Regions from separate parts of the Mus musculus genome. Here all the other regions are linked to region 2. A link is a contact called in public promoter capture Hi-C data. All regions are on one chromosome and are shown on one strand. The core of a region is the stretch at or near the end of the contact, and the rest is flanking DNA. Distances in the headings are between cores, read along the strand shown.

Evidence for each region. Promoter capture Hi-C pulls out the DNA fragments that hold promoters and counts their contacts. Capture Hi-C pulls out chosen DNA fragments and counts their contacts.
Region 1: a promoter capture Hi-C map of adipose tissue shows a contact between it and region 2. The contact joins the promoter of Mmp28 here to the promoter of Ccl6 in region 2. A contact is called at or near these places in 2 of 9 other capture datasets (adipose tissue and liver).
Region 3: a contact with region 2 is called in a promoter capture Hi-C map of macrophages, with 6 read pairs. The contact joins the promoter of Wfdc21 here to the promoter of Ccl6 in region 2. A contact is called at or near these places in 25 of 39 promoter capture datasets (the 3T3-L1 cell line, 3T3-L1-derived adipocytes, the C10 cell line and 15 more), 1 of 15 datasets of contacts at CTCF or cohesin (the NIH/3T3 cell line), 4 of 484 Hi-C or Micro-C datasets (LSK cells, bone marrow-derived macrophages, embryonic fibroblasts and 1 more), 12 of 115 datasets of contacts at active chromatin or transcription factors (the 230-238 cell line, the HPC-7 cell line, cardiomyocytes and 6 more) and 5 of 9 other capture datasets (adipose tissue, embryonic stem cells, liver and 2 more).

What each region holds. Positions count from the first base shown.
Region 1 is chr11:83,461,610-83,464,951 of GRCm38.p6, forward strand. It overlaps Mmp28 (matrix metallopeptidase 28 (epilysin)), which reads right to left and starts at 1,431. Exons shown (of 8, transcript NM_001320300.1): 1 at 1,139-1,431. The coding sequence starts at 1,249.
Region 2 is chr11:83,591,676-83,594,718 of GRCm38.p6, forward strand. Ccl6 (chemokine (C-C motif) ligand 6) reads right to left here and starts at 1,412. Exons shown (of 4, transcript NM_009139.3): 1 at 1,191-1,412. The coding sequence starts at 1,266. The region is part of intron 1 of E230016K23Rik (RIKEN cDNA E230016K23 gene); the gene reads left to right.
Region 3 is chr11:83,745,247-83,748,231 of GRCm38.p6, forward strand. It overlaps Wfdc21 (WAP four-disulfide core domain 21), which reads left to right and starts at 1,694. Exons shown (of 3, transcript NM_183249.2): 1 at 1,694-1,877. The coding sequence starts at 1,781.

The DNA.
Region 1 (3,342 bases), core at 181-2,680, 130 kb before region 2:
AAGTTTCCCAAGCACACCCCAAGATGAAATTCTCACCATCTGGGGCCACCACAGGCATGGGCAGCAGAGATACGGTCTCTGTTCCTCTGCCAGGGATTGCCTAAGGGGAAGCGGGGTGGGACTCATAGCAAGACTTGGCTTTGTAGGCAGAAGCCTTCCCTGGGACCTTAGGACTCTTGATGCTGTAAGAGTAAATCCAGAGAGACAAGCGAATCCTTATATGTGAAAGGGGAGCGTTGCCTCCTCTATTGCAAAGGGAGAGCTGAATGAGCCCGAGAGGATTACCTGTCAAGACAAGGTCGTTTCCAGATATTCCCCAGCAGTGATGGGAGCTAGTGAAAATAGGAGAAGCAGGGCAGGGGAGCAAGTCTGGGCACAGAAGCTGGACTCAAATGTTGAAAGCTTATTCCCGTCTCTTCTTACAATAGTGGATGGAGACCTAGGTCCTATTCTTGAGAAAAGAAACAGATGCTTCTTGGTGTGTCTGTCTGTCTGTCTATCTGTGTGTGTATGCGCACACACGTGAAATTGTTGCTAGTGCAATCACAAAGTAGAAAACACACCCTTTACACCAACCTCACTTCACCTCACAAAGGTTCCACTGTGCTACCCGCGCCAAGCAGAACCGAGGAAAATGAAATGAGAAATCTTTTGAGGTTCACCTGTCTCTTCCTCTTTTCTCACTTTTAGTCCAAAACCACTATTTAAAGCTCCCTAATACTCGCCTCTGCAGTCCCATGTGACAGATCGAACTAGTTTTGAGCAGTTTAAAAGGCTTGCTTTCAATAAGTAGGAAAGTGCAAGCCAGGAGGCCACAGTCACTCTGGTCAGTCAGCAGTACCCTCTGCAAGGCACTCAAGGTGTGGAGACATTTGATCGGTGAGCAGCTTGTCACCTCAGCTTAGCGGTGAAGGTGGGGTTCTCTCCGGGCTCTAGCCTGCCCGTCCTGTCTGGTAGCTGTGTCCTGACCCTGCTAGTTAATGCGGGATTGCAGGCCTGTGTAGTCCCAACAACTCTGGCTTAGGGAGTAACTCTGTCCTGTCTCTTTCTTTGTAAGCTGTCAGGGCAAAGGGACACAAATGGTCGCTCAGAGGGGACCGCGGGTGATGTCCCCCTCTCCGCCAGGCACACCCGGTACCTCTGCCTCCTGGCGCAGCTCCGGGAGTCCGTGCTGGGTGGGCTGTGCGTCCTGGCAGCCCCACAGCAGCAGCGGCAGGGCGCGCAGCAGGAGACTCACGCCAGCCACCATCGCAGCGAGCTGCTGGGGGGTGGTGGTCAGCTGTGCCCGACTCCCACGGATGCCAGTTCGTCGCGGCCCGCGTGCGGACCCACCAGGTCCCCAGGGTCCCTAGCGCCTGGTTCCACCGCCGCCCGAGGTTGTCCGGCACCCGCGATGCCTGCCTGTGGGTCAGTCAACCGGAGGACCGAGGGGGCGGAGAGGGGCGGGAGTGCCGGCCGCCGCCCCACCCACCAACCCGGCTGCCAGCCCTAGCCTCTTCCGCCAGCGGTGTAGCCGCTCCCGGCTCCTGCCGCAACTCTGTGCTTGGTTCCAGTTTCCCAAAAAGGGCGCGGGAGGATAGGACTCCTAGTCCTTCAGTTATTTAAGACTTTGGTAAAGAGGGGTCCTGGCCTATTGAGGCCTATTTCAGTCAAGCGAGGGGCAAGACACTTGACTGCGGGAAGAGAAGCCAGGACTGGGGTCAGGGAGCTGGGGCTTGAGTTTGAGAAGGGCTCCTTTGGAAATGCTCTGAGTCAAATGCTCTGCGACCCAGCCACCAGAAAGCTGTGTGGTCTTGTCACCTTTTCTGAACCTCTTATCACGGGAAAATGGGGATAATACATACATACATAGATTTTGGCGTTTGAGGGAAGATTCAATGAGATCATGCCTGTACATTAGTAAGCTTGCATGATGCCTGGTATCAGTCAGAACACAAACAGCAGGGCTCAGTGGTGCCACCCATGGTAAAGGATCATCGACTTCAAGTGTCGATGATCTTCATCAGTAGGAGAGTATCTGGCATTTAGTTCCCAGAACAGTATGAACATGAAGGGCACACAGAGCAAAAGACTGTATAGCCTATACAGTGTGTAAGAACAGAGTGGAAAGACTTCTCTGACAGCCTTTGCTCCACACATACTGAGCAAAAGTGTTATCTTGGAGAGTGAGCACAGGTTGCTATCTCAGTCCACTCATATGTAAAATGCAAATGAACCCAGGACATTTGGACTTCATCTTTCTGGGGTCGGATGAGGGTTGTAAAAATAATCTGAACTCTATTAAACGCTAAACAAAAAAAAGTAATGCAGTGTTATAACCCGAGGCTCAGGGCCTCAACTACCCTCAAAGTCTTGTGCTATTAGAAAGACGCTACTGGGGTAGAGGAATTGGAAAAAATTCTTTGCCTACACATCCCCATCTTTATAAACAGGCGTTCCCTGCGGCAATAATTGGAAACAGCACCCTCTTCCCCCATAGCTTCCAACTAACCAATGAAAAGGGGGCACCCATCTCTGGGGAGAAAGACCAATGAGAAAAAGCCACCCTTCCCTTGGGCAGACAATCCCTGTGCCAGAGGCGGCTGGGAGCAGAATTGGAGATGGGTTTGCTTAACTATGCAGTGGGGGAGTCTCCTCAGAAGTGATGCCTGGAGCTTGAGCTTTGTCCTCTGAGAGCTTTCAGTCTACCTACATGGCCTACAATGTAAATTCTCAGTAGGAACAAGACAAAATGTGGACAAGCTTTGGTGGCCCATAGAAGAGATTCTGAAGGAGAGTGGGAGGGAGTTACTAGAGATAGCCAATAAAAGTACAGTCCTCAACTAAACTTCAGAATCACATTAACAGTTGTCCAACATGGGTGGATGTCATATGGTGTGTGGGACAGGCATACTAGACGTGATCAATTGAGACAAAGTTCAGCTGGGCATCTTATAATTTAGCTGGCAACTTTAGGGTATGTATATGAGTTATGGATATGGCAAGCACATGGTAGCCTTGCCTAATGGGTGGATTTTAACAGGCTCAAAAACACAGGCTCAGGGAGCTTTGGGCAAGTGTCAGTAAGGGATTCCTATCTGAGAGGAGACTCCAAGCTGAAGTCCAATCTGGGCTTGCCAATTCTTTCTCCAGTTAGATTCTCTCCATCTTCTCTGGCACATCTCAGAGAGTCCATTTCGGTTACGCTAATAAGAAAGGGGGAGAGGGAGCGGTGGGTCTCTAGATTACTAGGCATCTGGAAGAATGCAGGCATGGATTTCTATGAATGCCCGGTTAATCCCACCCATGGACCTTTTACACTAGCACCACGGCTGGGTTTAGGAGCTACCTTGTTCCACTTTA
Region 2 (3,043 bases), core at 162-2,661:
AACTAAAATAGTGGCATTCACTTCTTATACCAAAGCAAAAATGAATGATTTTGGCAGTAAGGATTAAGCTATCAACTTATCCAGCAATCATCTTCCATTGTTCTTAGCTGATTTCTTTTATAGAGTTGGTCTACGTCTTTGGAGCTTCCACATCCACAGAGTCAACCAAGAAAACATTTCCTGAAATATAACTGGAACACTAGAGACTTTTTGCCATGATTCCCTGGATAACAATATAGTGACTGTTTACTGACATTTAAGTGGTTTTAAGTCTTAAAAATATCTAGAGATTTTTTTTAAACACACAGATGAAGATGTGTGTGGGTTATAGATATGAAATCTGTGGATTTTGATATCCACATGGGTCTAGGGTCCCAGGACACCCAGAAATGGTGTAATTAGTATGGCGTACTCTAAGGAGGCATGTAGATACATTGTAGCATACTTCATGGGTCTAGGTAGACCTTGCAAAACCCAGAAAAGATCCCAAATGACTATATCTTTCTATACTCCATCCCAGGCTGGTCCCTACCCTAATCCCACCACTCACTAGCCTTAATCTTAAACTTCTGATATAGTTTTCTTATTTATAAAATGACAGCAACCATGATAGTGAGGGAAAATATACAAAATCATTGATGGCTTACTGTTTTCCAGTACAAAAAAAAATATGCAACTTCCCATTGTTTAGTATGACATCTACCCTACAGTAGCTGTCTGTCCAGCACATAAGAAGCACTAGCTAATGCACTTGTCAAATAAAAGAACAGCGTGGTTAAATGGTCTTGGGTTGAATTGATTACCTGCCTGTCCCACTTCTTCAAAATGATGGCTTTGTAGAGGTGGTGTCAGACACTTCAACCATCATGCCTCCTGCAAGACTGCTACCCTCCCACTTATAATTTTACTCCTATTCTTATGAGTTAATGCTTGGTCCTGTGTCAGCTAAATAAACTCGTCAAGCATAATTATTTCCCCAAGTGGGAGCCAGCCTCTGTGTTGCATTTCTTTCAGAGCCTAAAGGCTACAGAGGCAGATCTATAACTTGATGCTGCTTCTTAGGGAATTCCATCACCATGTCAAGGATGGAATATTTCCAGGAGGGCAGTGCTCTCCTTCTCTAGCTCCCCTCCAGTTCTGCAGGTCTCACAGACTTGCCCCCTGGGTTGAGAGGGCTCAAGTGAACTCACCTTGTATGAGGCCAGCCTGGGACCCAAGGACAGCCACAAGGATAAAGAATGAAATGGCAGTCTTGGAGTTTCTCATCCTCCTGGAGGACAGGCCCAGCTGGTCTGAGAATTTTTGCTCACTCCTCCCTGATTCTCTGGCCTGCCCTGGTATTTATAAGCTAGGAGGTTCAGGAAGTGCCAGGGTAGAGTTCAGAATGCTGTCCCTGGCTACATAATACACAACAGGCTAGTTCTAAAAGAGGGAACAAGATTGAAAATGCAACAGGAAGTGGAGGGCCAAGAATGCAACAGGAAGCGAGGGCAAAGGTCATGGTGGGCTAGAAAAACAGGGGCAACGAGGGGATGTTAGAGAGAAAGGAGCCTTAGAGGTCTTCTTGGTGTGTTGGACTACATAGCTAGTAAGTGGTGGAATTAGGATAGGAGCTATCCTGAAAGAGGGTATGAAAAGACATGGTCATTTGCAATATTTTCTGTTTTTGCAAACTCCATCCAGAACATGTTATAAGCTGAGAGTCAAGAATTTCAGCATAATTAACAAAGAAAAGTTGCCTATAGAGAAAACATTCCTTATGTACAGAGATATCTTAAAAAGAATATTAATATAACAATGGATTATGCCGCTTATATACTTATTAAAAAGCAATGGACTATGTTCAATAATATTTGATATTTAGGTATGGCGTAATTCCTTTCACAGATGTGAACATGCAATTTTCTGAGAATCTTACAAATAAGACTAAACATTTCGTTATAGTGAAAGCTACCTCAACTTCCTTGTGGGATCCTCATGACCAAGGGCGATAGCATATGAGCTGCAATCATCCTTAACGAACCTCAAGAACCACTCTCTGATCTCATCTACCAAAAAAAGAGAAAGTTCTTAGCAGCCCTTTGGGCTATAACTTCAGAGGCTACCAAAGTTATACCTGTTGGCTGTTGTACCTCAATTGTAACTTAGCTGTGACTCTCTTGGGAAGTCCATGCCCACACCTGAGTGTGTAATGTCCATTTCCCAAGTGTCTCTATTCACACTCATATATAAGTTTATGTTTTGTTTTGTTTTTTAAAATCTCTTTCTAGTAAACTCCATCACTAGGGTTGGAGAGGCAGCTTAATTGTTCAGAGCACAATCTGCTGCTACAGAGGACCCCAGTTTGATTTTCAGCAACCACAGTGGGCAGCTTGCAACTGCCAGGAACTCCAGCTGCAGAAGGATCTGACTGATGTTTCTGGCCCCTGTGGGCACTTGCACATGCACATGTGTGCTGGTGCACAACCACCACCACCACACACACACACACACACACCACACATGCACACCACACATGCACACACACACCACACACATGCACACACACATATACATAATTAATGATAGCAAATAAATATTTTTAAACCCTCCCATGCTGCTTCATATTGTCTGTCCTGAAATTTTTTTTATACAGTCAAGCACCCTGCTTCATCTGTACTTAGGGCTCTGGAAAGAACTTCCCAGACTGGCACATGTAGCAGCATGGAGCAGTGCCCAGTTCATGCCCAACTTACTACTGCTATTGACGTCTTTTCTGGTGACTGCAAATGGTCCGGCTCCGAAGCAGTGTTGGTGAATTCCCTTGACGGCCTCTTAGCTGCTCTCCTCTATCCTTTGGCTTGCTCTCATTTCTCTCTGTTTCTAAGCAGAGACTCACACAGTGTTTGATGAGTGACACTGCCTTTGAATAGAGGAGTCTCCTTAGAGCCGTTTATACCCCTCTCCTGGGTCAGATGGAACAAACATGGTAGTCCAAAAGGTTGCCACCAAAAGGTGTTCCACCATGGTCTTACAATGTCTTCACCTGTGGGAGGGCTTTCTG
Region 3 (2,985 bases), core at 444-2,943, 150 kb after region 2:
ATTGCTATGCCTTCCCCACCGTGATGACAACACCCTCAAATAGTGAACCGGGCGGAGCCAGAAAAAATCCTTCCTCCTTCCAGTTACATTAGCCAGGTATTTTATCACAGTGACGAGAAGTCAGTAATATACCAGATTTTGGACTATTGCAGAAATTGTACACCAGTGGGCTAGGCAGAGTGGAGTTAAAGCAGCTTGCAAAAATACTTTCTGCACGGCCCATAACTCTGTCTTCTAACCCCCTTGAGAGAGCTAGCAGTGTATGGCATCAGTTGTTTGTCAGAGGACCTCCAGCTTGTGGCATGTAAGATCTGTGACAAATGAAAGGAAGAGACTCTTCCTGTAGCTCCAGAATTAGGAACCATAGTCCTTGTGAAATGATAGTCCTCTCTTCCTCCCTCTCTCCCCTCGTGTGCGTGTGCGTGTGCGTGTGTGCGTGTGTGTTCCTAGGAATTAAACTTAGGGCCCCTGCCCTCTACTGTTGAAATAAACCATTTTCCCAGACACCTACAAAGGCACAACAAACTGATCCTGTGACTTCTCCCTCTCCCTCTTACCCCCTGCTTCCAGCTCATTTCATGTTAAGGTATTTTATGAGTTACAGTATTTGTCTTACTTAGGGTTTCTATGACTGCAATGAAACACCATGACCAGAAAGCCAGTTGGGGAGGAAAGGGGCTTTTTGGCTTACACTGCCAGATCATTGGAAGAAGTCAGGACAGGAACTCAAGCAGGGCTGGAACCTGGAGGCAAGAACCATGGAAGGAAACTGATTACTGGCTTGCTCAGTCTGCTTTCTTAGAGATGCTAGGACCACCACCAGCCCAGGGATGGCACCACCCACAATGGGCTGGGCCCTCTCCCATTGATCACTAATTGAGAAAATGCCTTAGAGCTGGATCTCATAGAGGCCTCTTCTTCACTGAGGCTCCTTTCTCTCTGGGAACTCTAGCTTGTATCAAATTGACACATTGTGTGTGCTCCTCCCCCACCACCAGGGAAAGAAGAGGGTATCTCCCCTGGCACCCAAACCACAGATGGTCTGAGTTACAAATCACTCATCTGGATTAGCAGGCGTGTCTACAAGAAGGAAGAAGTGAAAGCTCACACCTGGGCTAGTTGTCACTCTCACCCCACTCACTCTCCAAGTCGCACAGCAGTGGTGCAGCCTGAGAGGCATCCTGGGAGGGTTTGATGTAGATATTGACAGCTGGGGTTCCCCAAAATGAAGGCTCCAAACAGCAGAGATGATGGCATCAAGGCAGAGGGAACGACGCTGGCTTACTGTCTCCTCAACAGGTGGCCGCACCCCACTGGCTCTCCCACGGTCTCTCCCTGCCCTCAGTTACAGGAACAACTGTCCTAGAGCAAGGAGAGAGAAGTACAAAAGCAGATGGTGTCCTAGCTGACACCCAGCTCCTGGATTGTCATTCCCTGAGGACACATTCCTTATCACAGCTCATTCCTGGCCCAGAGTAGATCTCTAATACTTCATTGAAAAGGAACGAGAGTCCCTTACCACCCCAGCTTTCCAACTTTAGGAGGACTATCTGTGGAACAGAGGGTGTTCTGTGGCACGGAGCTTGGCTTGAGTAAGATGGCACTACCCAGGACATACATAGTGTGTGTCCCTGGCAATGCTGGTTTCCAGGCGGGGCTTTGGCTTCTGTGGTGTGCAGGCCCGCCCCTAGCCTTGCTGCCTAGCTCAGTGGGTGAAGAGGTTTAAATTCTGGCAGCTCTTGGCCCTGCTGCGTATTGGCTAACATCCTTCAGCAGCAGCATGAAGCTAGGAGCCTTCCTTCTGTTGGTGTCCCTCATCACCCTCAGCCTAGAGGTACAGGAGCTGCAGGCTGCAGTGAGACCTCTGCAGCTTTTAGGTACGTCTGGGCAAACACGGTTGCACTATTCTTCCTCAAGTGAGGGGTGAGAAGACATCCAGAACCAGTGTGTGCAGGAAGGAGGGAGAAACTGGAGGAAAGAGTTCTCTTTAGGATCCTCCTTGATGGTCACCTCTGAATTCCCCAGAACAGAATCCCTCTTCTGCTTTCCCTCTCTCCATTCCCTGGGTCACCTGACTGGACCCCCCTCCTGCTTGCTCCTCAGCCAAGCTCCCTCTCCCAGACGTCTCCTTCTCTACTGGCGTCTACCTTGACCTGTCTACAGAAAATATTCTTGTAATTATGCTAGACACAGGTCAATCTCAATCTTCTTTACCAATATTATTCTCAGAAAGGGTTTTGTTGCCGTGGGTTTTCATTGTTGTTTGTTTGTATGTTTGCCCAAGCTGGCCAGGAACTGACTGTGTAACCCAGGCTGACCTCAACAACATGGCAATCTTCCTGCTTCATCTTGCTATGCTGGGATTACAAGCACAATCCACCCCATCTTATTTGGCCTCAAAGGACTACTCTTAATCCTCTGCCCATTCTTCCCTTAGCCCTTTTGTGACCACAGCCTCATCAAACTCCTGACACACTCTCCTCTGTAATAAAGTCTCGCCTTTGCAGACTGATGCTGTCTGCCCACCCCTACCCCACAACCCCTATCCTACAGCCAGCCAGCCCTGGATTATCTTGGACTGAATGCTTGCCCCTAAATGTCTTTAGATAGAGTTTAGCCTCTCGTCTTCACTCCATCAACTACCTGTTTTTGAAACAGTTTGCATCTCTTCCGTCCTTTGCCCTCTGTTGCCTCACTGTGTCCATCCCTGATTACTCCACAGCCCTGCCATTGCAAAAGCTTCCCAGAAGCCCTCTCCACCCCCTCTTCCTTCTTGGATGTGCTTACTAGTTGGATCCTGGTTCTGTCTATGCCTTTGCAGCAGATAATCCTCCCAAATGACCTTCTCTCAGTTTATTAAGTGAAATCCCAAATCCACAGGTCCTGATGGCCTGCTTGCCCTTTGCAACATTTATTTCTCCTGTTCCCAAACTCGCCCAGACCTCTACTTGCCAATCCTCCTGACTCCTCCTATTCCAGGGGAAC